Regions from separate parts of the Sus scrofa genome. Here regions 2 and 3 are each linked to region 1. The links are chromatin contacts, called in public Hi-C and HiChIP or PLAC-seq maps. All regions are on one chromosome and are shown on one strand. The core of a region is the stretch at or near the end of the contact, and the rest is flanking DNA. Distances in the headings are between cores, read along the strand shown.

Evidence for each region. Hi-C and Micro-C count contacts between places; a contact is called where the count stands out from the background. HiChIP or PLAC-seq counts read pairs in DNA pulled down with a chosen protein or histone mark.
Region 2: a contact with region 1 is called in a Hi-C map of skeletal muscle, with 3 times the contacts expected there. The contact joins the promoter of SIX1 here to the promoter of SNAPC1 in region 1. A contact is called at or near these places in 1 of 47 Hi-C or Micro-C datasets (skeletal muscle) and 1 of 2 datasets of contacts at active chromatin or transcription factors (skeletal muscle).
Region 3: a contact with region 1 is called in an H3K27ac HiChIP or PLAC-seq map of skeletal muscle, with 3 times the contacts expected there. The contact joins the promoter of PPM1A here to the promoter of SNAPC1 in region 1. A contact is called at or near these places in 1 of 47 Hi-C or Micro-C datasets (liver) and 1 of 2 datasets of contacts at active chromatin or transcription factors (skeletal muscle).

What each region holds. Positions count from the first base shown.
Region 1 is chr1:190,676,287-190,679,290 of Sscrofa11.1, reverse strand. It overlaps SNAPC1 (snRNA-activating protein complex subunit 1), which reads right to left and starts at 1,526. Exons shown (of 12, transcript XM_021062485.1): 1 at 1,446-1,526; 2 at 1-1,167.
Region 2 is chr1:189,623,092-189,626,152 of Sscrofa11.1, reverse strand. SIX1 (SIX homeobox 1) reads left to right here and starts at 1,501. Exons shown (of 2, transcript NM_001199718.1): 1 at 1,501-2,356. The coding sequence starts at 1,797. It overlaps LOC106509125 (a long non-coding RNA gene), which reads right to left. Exons shown (of 2, transcript XR_001306416.1): 1 at 2,948-3,061.
Region 3 is chr1:189,247,618-189,250,979 of Sscrofa11.1, reverse strand. It overlaps PPM1A (protein phosphatase 1A), which reads right to left and starts at 2,006. Exons shown (of 6, transcript XM_021062341.1): 1 at 1,570-2,006. It overlaps LOC110259569 (basic proline-rich protein-like), which reads left to right and starts at 17. Exons shown (of 5, transcript XM_021085056.1): 1 at 17-21; 2 at 1,076-1,492; 3 at 1,527-2,178; 4 at 2,509-2,643. The coding sequence starts at 17.

The DNA.
Region 1 (3,004 bases), core at 277-2,776:
CTCATATACCCTTGACCCAAGAATGGTTCTCCTCTATCGGGGATGGTTATCCTCTTTGCCTAAACACACAGCTTCAGGAGGGACACTCGTGGAGCGATGAGGGAGGAAGGGGACACCCGCCTAGGCAGCCAGATCAGCCGAATCAATGGGGTGACAGATGTCGTAGCCAGATGGCCCTCACATCCCCAAAATAGGTTTATTCATGTTTTAACATTTCAAAGATCTCTCAAAAATATTTGACTTAACAGCGTCCTAGCCTACTTGTCAGGCTATATGTGATGTTTCTCAATTTTCAAAAATGCGTTTCCCTTTGGGATGAACATTACAGCACTGCTCCCATTTCACTAACCCCACCCTCACTCCCACCCCCTGGTCTGTGCTCCTCTGTAAAGAATCACCAGTTTATAGGGATTTATTAAGCATCCATAAAACCACAAGAGTTACAGCACTCTCCCTAAATGGCACCTCTCTTAATTAAACACAAACATAATGACTGAGGCTACAGATCAGGTTTTATTAGTTAAAAAAATTTTTTTAAAACACCTCGAGCACTTTTTTAAATGTTAAAATTTAAAGAGAAATTTTAATGTCCTACTTTTTAGGAAATTCTACTTGAAAAACCATAAACAATGAATTTTTCTGAAAAAAATACAAATAAATGTAAAATATAATCAGCTGTGGATATACAGAGGCGAGGTTTTTTTTTTTTTTTATTCTAAACAATACCAGGCTCCATACTTGACAACAAATTGCGCAATCATAACCTATTAATCACAGGAGATTAAGGCCCCAAGCTTTTCCTTTTTCCGTAAACTCACCTCCCTTCTGTCCAACAAGATTATCTTCTCCCAAAGGATTCTCAATAGCCGGCTTTGATAAAGTGCAGACACACAATGAATTCAAACAACTGAAGCAAAAAAAATCCCAAACCAAAAGAAAACCAACAAAAAATAAAACCCACCTGAGGCGGCTAAAGTTTCCATTTACTTAAATCTGGCATATCTCAAAGTGCTTTAAATAAACAAAGTCTTTGAGCGCCTTAAAAATGTTCAAATAAACCCACAGCTTCTCTGTTTTTGACAGACTTGGTCGATGAGGACTAATTTAAAAAAAAAACTGTTACACCGATGCCCAATCTGCTAGGCGACCCGTCGGTATTTTTCTGTCCTGCAGGGCACAGATTCACATTGCAATGCACTTGCCTGGGAGCATTTGCCAAGCACACTTCCCGTCCCAAAAATCTCCCCGCGTTCCCCGCCCCCCAACCCAACATCCCAAACCACCAAGTTTGGGGAAGGGCAGACAGCAGAAGCCGACAAGACACGGAAGACAAAGGGCAGTGCGGGGCCCGCGCCCCCGCCCGCGCGCGCGCATCCCCAGGCCGGGCGGTGGCGCCTCCACATGCGCTCGCACACGTAGGCGGGAGCCGGGAGCAACAGACCTACCCGCCGCCAGGGCCGCCTCGTGCCGGCCTCACTCCTGGGCCGCAGGCCGCGGGCGGGGCCGGGGCTGCGGTGCTGCGCTCCGGCACGTACCGGGGCGGGGCCAGCAGCGCGGCGGGCGGGGTTTGGGGAAGTTTCTCCCCGAGGCTCCCGTTTCACATCCTTATCATGTAGGCACCCGGGCGCCGGGGACAGAAGGGGTGGCCGGTCCCTTCCGTATCCTTGCTATTTTCCCTGCTGAGGGTCTGACCACTGCCGCTCTCAGGCACCTGTCTTTCCTCTCCGTCCCGGAATGGAGCCAAGACAAGGGAATAAAAGAAATTAAATAGTACAAGGAGATCGGGTGTCTGAGCAGCGTCTTGGATAAAACCATCCACTACAGGTAAGAATAAAAATTATGTCCAAACCTCTGAAAGGTGTGAACACAACAAAGCTCCAGAAGGCGTTCATAGGAATGTTTTTGGTAAGGTGTAAGCGTTTATCTTACAGGGAGGCTATTTCATATCAAATTCTACAGATTGGACTAATTCTCTGTAAAATGATCTGGGACAACAGGTTCAGCGCTATTTAAAGGGATGAAATATGAGCAAAGTGGTTAGTCGTAGACTTAAAAAAAAAACACCCGAGTAAAATTTTTTTCTTTACATTTTTGTAGTTCCAGCTAGCAACATGTTTGCAAAACTTTTATTTAACCGAATCCCTTTGCCTTAAAAAAAAATTCATATTTTTTGCAACTTGTTTTTGACGTTACTAGGTTAGAAATGTGAACTTTTAGAATGTTTACGTTTCCACAAAGCAAATAATTTTAAGTTCATCTTTTTATGTATTTTTGAGGTTATAGGAGAAAACCAAGATTTAGGCAGTTGTAATACAAACTTAAATATATGCCATGCTGGCAGAACCATACCATATATTCATATAGCCTTTTATAGTTCATCTACATACTTTTCATCCACCATCTCATTTACCTGTGAGTAAATAATTTACCTTTCCATAATCAGACACCCGAATCTCTAGGTCAAACTCAAACCCACTAAATAGCACCAGAATACCACTTGTATTCATTTTCATAGATGCCTTCCATTCCTCTCATTGAACCTCTCATTGTCCTCTATGACTTCATTACTGTCAAGGGACACCTGCCCTCAGTTCCCTACTCCCTGATTGCTTTCTCCTAGTTGCCATTTAAGCAATTAATCGGGAAAAGGGCAGGTTCTCCCAGACCGGGTACACCCCACCAGTTCAGACGCTCTGAAATCCCTGGGAGGCCACCTCTCCAAGACAGTTTACTCATCTACAAAATGAGAAACAGGTACGAATTCATAGGGGTTTTCCAAAGATTGTGCCATAACATGCAAAATGTTTAGCACAAAGTCCAGCATCTAAATGAAATGTTAGATTCATTTAAACTTATCTAGCAGTTAAAAAAGTTAATATTGTGGCTTAGAAAAAAGGAACAAAAATGCTTGAACTCCTTTGCTATACTTTCTTCAGATGTGAAGACAGTACTATGGTCATTCACTCACAGGAAGGGAGACGACCTATCACAGGACTCTAATTTC
Region 2 (3,061 bases), core at 252-2,751, 1.1 Mb after region 1:
CTTGCAGATTTAAAGAAGACAAGCAAGTTTAAAGAATCTAGAGTTTGTTCCTCACAGTCACTAAAAGGACACATTTAAGTCAAAAGCATTTTTGAAATGTGCTTAAAATTCTGTTTTGAACTTATCTAATCAGAGTTAACTAGAGCCATAAAGTCACTATCTTTCTATCCTTTGGCTCCCCTTATCTCCTTGCATTGTTCTTATCTCTTGCCAGTCTCAGCTACTGACAATAGATTATCTTTGTTTAGAGATGCTAATTGTTTTCAAAATCTTTTTAATAATTGCTTTGGAACAAGGTGTGCAAATGAGGCTTAAAATAATTACAGTTTTACTAAGCATTCTCTACACAAACACAAAATAACAGATGATGGGACTGAAATTGTAGGACATCTCTCATTCTCTGGCAGTAAAATAGGCCAGCATTGCAATCTACACACACACACACACACACACACACACACACACACACACTTCTTTATTTAATCTTCTTGGAGCCACTGTCCTCCTCCCTTTGAGGGCAGTGTCCCTCTCAGAACAGGGCAAGGATTATATTACAACCGGAGGGCTATTGGAGCCGGACACAGTTTTATTTAATTTACACCCCATCCAGCGCCTTTCGTGTGAAGTTCCCAGGGCATTTTTGCTAATAGCAAGTAAAGCTTCTCGGCATTCCTCAGTAGCAGAGGTGGCCTCGGAAAATGCAACTGCTCAGATGTGGAAACTGAGCCCAGAGGCCTGCCGACTTAAAGCATAGAATATTAAGATACCGAATCACAAATGAACCCTCAGCAATTGCTCAGCCACTATGCTCTAAACAGCTCTTTGCGCTGTCCCAAATAGTAGCGGCCTTTTGAGAACATGAGAAGTACTCTGCAGTTGGGAGTATTCAAGTCCTTTGGAGGGCGGTGGGGGCAGGAGGGAAGAGAGGAGAAATTAGGTTTGGCTCCTAGAGCTGAAGCCATTCTTCCAGCGGCTGCAGTCCGGAGCACTGATCTGCTTGCTCTTGTATTATTTATCGCGTTCTCTAAGCTATTCATCAATCCATTACTTATTCATTCCAACATTAAGGTAATTAAATATGAGCTCACCGGGAAAGGGCGAGTCTGCAAGGGACGGGGACAGGGGTACAGAGGAAGAGAAGGGGAATATGAAGGTCTGGAGTCATTGATTTGTGCAGAGATGAGAGCGGCTGCCCTTAGATGACACTGCAGAGGGGGCTCACGTTGCAGGGTCCTGACGTACTCACCCACTCCCACCGCCCCCGGTCCCCGCGAAGCGCCTCTCCCTCTTCCCTCCCCATCTCGCTTCCCACCTCTCGCGGTCCCACTCCTCCCACCACTCCCCACCCGCCCCCGCTCCACAGCTTCGCCCTCCCCGCGCGGGGCGGCGGGGCCTCGCGGCCCGGCCAGGCGGCGAGCAGGCTGGCCAGCCCCGGATAGGCGCCGCCCGCAGCCAATCAGCGCGCCGGGGACACTGCGCGCTTTAAGGCAGCTGCGGGTAGAACAGAAACCAAGTTCCCCGGCAACGAGCAGCATCCACCCGGCGGGAGACCGAAGCCTGAGAGGCCCGAAAAGCTGCGGAGTGAGCCGGCCGCTCCCTGTCCAGTGCGCGCCCTACTCATTTTCTTCTTTGGCCGGTCGTCCCCAAGTCTTGACTTGTCTTTCCGCCTGCATAAAGCCTCGGGAGGGGGTTAGGAGCAGCCGCGCCCCCCCCTCCCAGCGGCTGCCGCCCCCGGCTTTTTCGGCTCTGCTCCCTGCCGCGTGCGCTCCGGCAGTGCGCTTCGGCAGGCCCCAGCCATGTCGATGCTGCCATCGTTCGGCTTCACACAGGAGCAAGTGGCTTGCGTGTGCGAGGTTCTGCAACAAGGTGGGAACCTGGAGCGCCTGGGCAGGTTCCTGTGGTCGCTGCCAGCCTGCGACCACCTGCACAAGAACGAAAGTGTGCTCAAGGCCAAGGCGGTGGTCGCCTTCCACCGCGGCAACTTCCGCGAGCTTTACAAGATCCTGGAGAGCCACCAGTTCTCGCCTCACAACCACCCCAAGCTGCAACAACTGTGGCTGAAGGCGCACTACGTGGAGGCTGAGAAGTTGCGCGGTCGGCCCCTGGGCGCGGTGGGCAAATATCGGGTGCGCCGAAAATTCCCGTTGCCGCGCACTATCTGGGACGGCGAAGAGACCAGCTACTGCTTCAAGGAGAAGTCGCGGGGCGTGTTGCGGGAGTGGTACGCCCATAACCCCTACCCCTCGCCGCGTGAGAAGCGGGAGCTGGCCGAGGCCACCGGCCTCACCACCACCCAGGTCAGCAACTGGTTCAAGAACCGAAGGCAACGAGACCGGGCCGCCGAGGCCAAGGAAAGGTACGGGGTGTGATTCCTGACAATCAGGGGACCCGGGGAAGTCTTCCTTCCTCTCCCTCTCCGCCTCTTCCCGCCCACCCCCCTCCCCGCCCCAGGCACCAGCCACCGCAAAGGTCCCTGCTGCCTGAGCCAGTCCGCGGGGCGGCGCCCGGGCCTCCGCGGCCCTGCGGCGAAAGTTCATGAACTCTGAGATCGCTTGCTCGGGATGGGGGGCTCCTCTGATTTGAGCATCCGCGCGTGGGTTTCCTGGGATGTGAGTGTCGGGAAATGTTGGCGCTAGGTTTGTTTTTCATGCCTCCCAGGCTGGCGGGGGCCAGGAGTGACGGGTCGAGAATGGGTTTCTAGATAAATTAGAAAGGAAGGTGTGATCTTGAGGAAAGGGATTCAGTAGGGAGGGAGGATCTCGAGCCTTTTTCCTCTTGCTCCCCGGAGGAGTGGAGCTGGCTGAAACTTTTGTTCGGTCTCCCCTCCCGCCTCGTCCTGCACTCGCTCTCTCCTTGTAGTCTTTTGGGCCAGAGGTCGCTTCATCCCGCACTAATTGTACAAAAGGAGGAATCTTTCAAAAGAAATCAAGAGTTTGGGGCGAGTTACCGTTGCATGTACTCCCAGGCGCCTCAAGCCCAGAATGGATCGCTCCTCGCTGGCTTCCTCGCCGGTGGCCAGGCGGCGGGCGCAGCAAGTCTGTCCGCTGTCCTCGCCGCTGCC
Region 3 (3,362 bases), core at 757-3,256, 1.4 Mb after region 1:
CATTATAATTTCCATAATGCGGTATTGCTGTAACTTGCAGGTTAAAAGTAATTGTCCCTATATCATTAAATGATTAAACAGATACATGTGAGTTACACATTAGAACAGAACTAAAACATTAAACAAGGACTGTTACTTTGTGCTTCAAACTATTGGCAAAAGAAACATTAAATCAATGAAGTAACATCTATGCTTATAAAACAGTTAATGGGGTGGGTCACTATGGCTCTTGTCAGTTTCCTAAACTGTAAAGAGTTACAGAACTACACTTTGGAAAAGGCCCAATATGTAAAAAGATAAATATATAAAAGTGAAGTTGTTCGAGTTAAATAGCAGTTGGAGAGCAAGCCCTGCTGGATTCCGGAGAGCTCTGGGACCCCTAAAGGTTCAGCAGAGCACTGTTAAATCAACCCTCTGACTCTTCAGAGCTCTTTGCACCTAAAAAGCAGTTGTGTTTAAAATCACAACGTGCAAGTTTGAAATGATTAAGCCTTTTTCCTCAAAATATTTTTAAATTTCTAATTTTCTTCAATAATGTCAAAATCATTTACTTTGAGAAAATAATAACATAGATTTTTTTACATTGCCCATACTCTTCCAATCACTTCACTTAAAATGCATTCGGCTCATTACACCAATCAGCAGGAAATTTAGGGTTGGGGTGGACAGGGCGAATAGCTTTCTTGGCTTGGACAACTTAAGTACGACCTTTGTAAATTTTTAAGTACCATGCGGTGCTTGAGGAAAAAAAAAGAAATACCTCAAGCGATGAAATTTTCAAAACATATCTAAAACCGCTGTTGGTAGAGGCCCTCCAGAGCCAGCAGTCTTTCAAGAAAATATTAAAAATCTACAAGCAGAAAAGTATCATACCTCGACCAAACTCTAGCATCAAGAACTTTTACTCACACAATTAACACGGTTTAAAAGACGAAAAGAAATCAGTACCATTTACTTCAATGAATTTGTTCAATGCTTTAGGAATGAATGAATTGGAGGTATCACTGACTTGAGTTCTAAAAAAGCCTCACTCTAAGCTCTACCCTCTATAAAACCTGAAGCAAAAACTCTCCAGAATTTGGTGTTTCAAGGCCAAGTCCGGTCCAAAGGAAGCTTCTCCTCTTCTTTCTCGCGGCCTCCCTCCAGGGGCTGGAGCCCGGGGTGGCCGGGCGGTTGGGGGCGCCGTACGCCCCCTCCCCGCTCAGGGAAAGTTCCGCGGGTTCATCTCCGGTCGGGGCAGGCCTGGCCCGCCGACGGCCCTACCCGGCCGAGCGGCCGCAAACACCCCGCCCGGCATCTGCACCCGGAGGGTCGCGCCCCCTCCCCGCGCAGCCGCCACAAACACCCCGCCCCCGCCTGCCCGCCACCGCCCTCGCAGAACGTTAACCCCTCGTAGTCCGCCGCCCGGCTCGGGGGAGGAGGCCGGGCCAGGGGGTGGAGTTGTCGCGTCTCCTCCCGGGAGCGCCCGGGCAGACGCCCGGCTTGTTTACAGGCCCCAGGCTTTAGGCCTGGCCGCTGCCGCGCAGGCCCGCGCCGCCCGCCCGCCCTCGGCCCCAGCGTCGCGCTTACCCGGAGCAGCCGCGGGCAGGCAGGTCCCTGGTCGGCCGAGGCTGCGGCGGCCGGGGAGGGGGCGGGAAGGGGGTCACCGCGGCGGCGGCCGGCCAGGTCAGGCCGGGGAGGGGGCGGAGGAGGGGAGGAGCCGGGCTGCGTCCGGGCCCCCGGCTCTCGGCGCCCTCGCGGCTCAGATCATCCGGGCGTTGGAGCGGGAGGCGGAGAGCGGGTCCCGGAGGAGGAGGAGGAAGAGCCGAAGATTCATCGCTTACGCACCCCACCTGCCTTAGCGCCCCCCCACCCCCCTCCCCAACCACCGGCTGCCGAGCTGCCGCTGCCGGAGCACCCGAAGCTGCGGGCCGGGCCAGTGCGGAGACCACAGCTCCCTCGCTCCCGCGCGCGCTCCCGCCCCTAGCGCCGCCGCCGCCGCCGCCGCCTCCAGCGCGTCCCCGCGCAGGCGCGCTCACGACGGTGCCGTACTACCCCTCCCCCACGCCTCCGCCTGCCACGCTCCGCCCCGTGGGCTCAGAGGCCCCTACAGCTGCGGCGCGGCGGAGCAGCTGGAGAGACCCGGATGTCGTTGGGCAGGAACTGCAGCGCGCGCTGGCTAACGGGGGAGGGGTGCAGGTGATGTCACTGCCCTACCCAGCTTCTCTCGTAGCAGTGGCCTCGCCGCCCGGCCCCTAGGCAGAGCCACAAACGAGCGTCCGAATCCCGGAACGGAACCGGGACATGGGGCTTCCTGCCCTGGCCCTGGGGACTGGACAGAGGTGTGACTGTATGAGCCTCAGGAATGGGGATACTCTCCGAGCCCGGACTCGGCATCCCCCCTAGGGCGTCCGCGCCTCCTTTCGCTGGGCTACCGTCTGTCTGCAGATAGATACCCCATTCCCGGGGAAGACGCAGTCTACAGAGGCCGAGGACCGACCTTGTGCTGTCGACTTCTCTCCCTTACAGTTGCGGCCTGATCGCGGCCTAGCTGCTGCGGCTCTAAGGCATGCTTGTTGTCAGGCCACCGCCAGATCCCTCTCCCTCAAGCCTCCACACTTCCGGAGCCATCCTTGCCCCAGCGACCTCGGGAGACCTACGCAGGTGCTCTAGCCACACATCTCGGGTCCCAAAGGGCAGCAACACTCTCACCCTACTACCACCCACCCACACGCGAGTGCCCCTGATACACGCACAAGGCACATGCTCTGAGTTTCTGGTGGTTTTTCGTCTGTAGCTCGTGGGGTTCCACATTGTATTTATTTGCACTTATTAGACAGTCACGTGATTCTGTCACAGGGGACATCCAACCACCTCCAGTGAGGTTAAAGGAACGAAGGATTTTTCAAAATCTGGAGGATTATCAAAAATGTGGCAGCTGCTGCTATGAAAATTTAGAGATCTGTTAAACCCAGTTGCACGTGCAGGTGGCCAGAATCCAGTTTAGCTAGCTAGACTGCAGACAACCCGACCCACGCCGTTTGCAGACGCCAGGGATACAATGACAAACCCTAGGCGGCCAATGAATCAGAACTGGAGAGCAGTACATCACCAGCAGGGTTTCCCATTGGCTGGGATGCTTTCCCTCTCTTGTCAGAGGTTTAACCTGCTCAGGGATTTGACTTATACCACATTTCCAGGCACAGAAGTTTAAAAGAAAAATCAGTGTTTAAAAAAGATGCTCTTGGGAGTTCCCTGGTGGCCTAGGGGTTAAGGATCGGGTGTTGTCACTGCTGTGGCACGGTTTTAATCCTTGGCCCAGGAACTCCTACATGCCTGTGGGCACTGCCAAAAAAAAAAAAAAAAAAAAAAGAAGAAGAAGA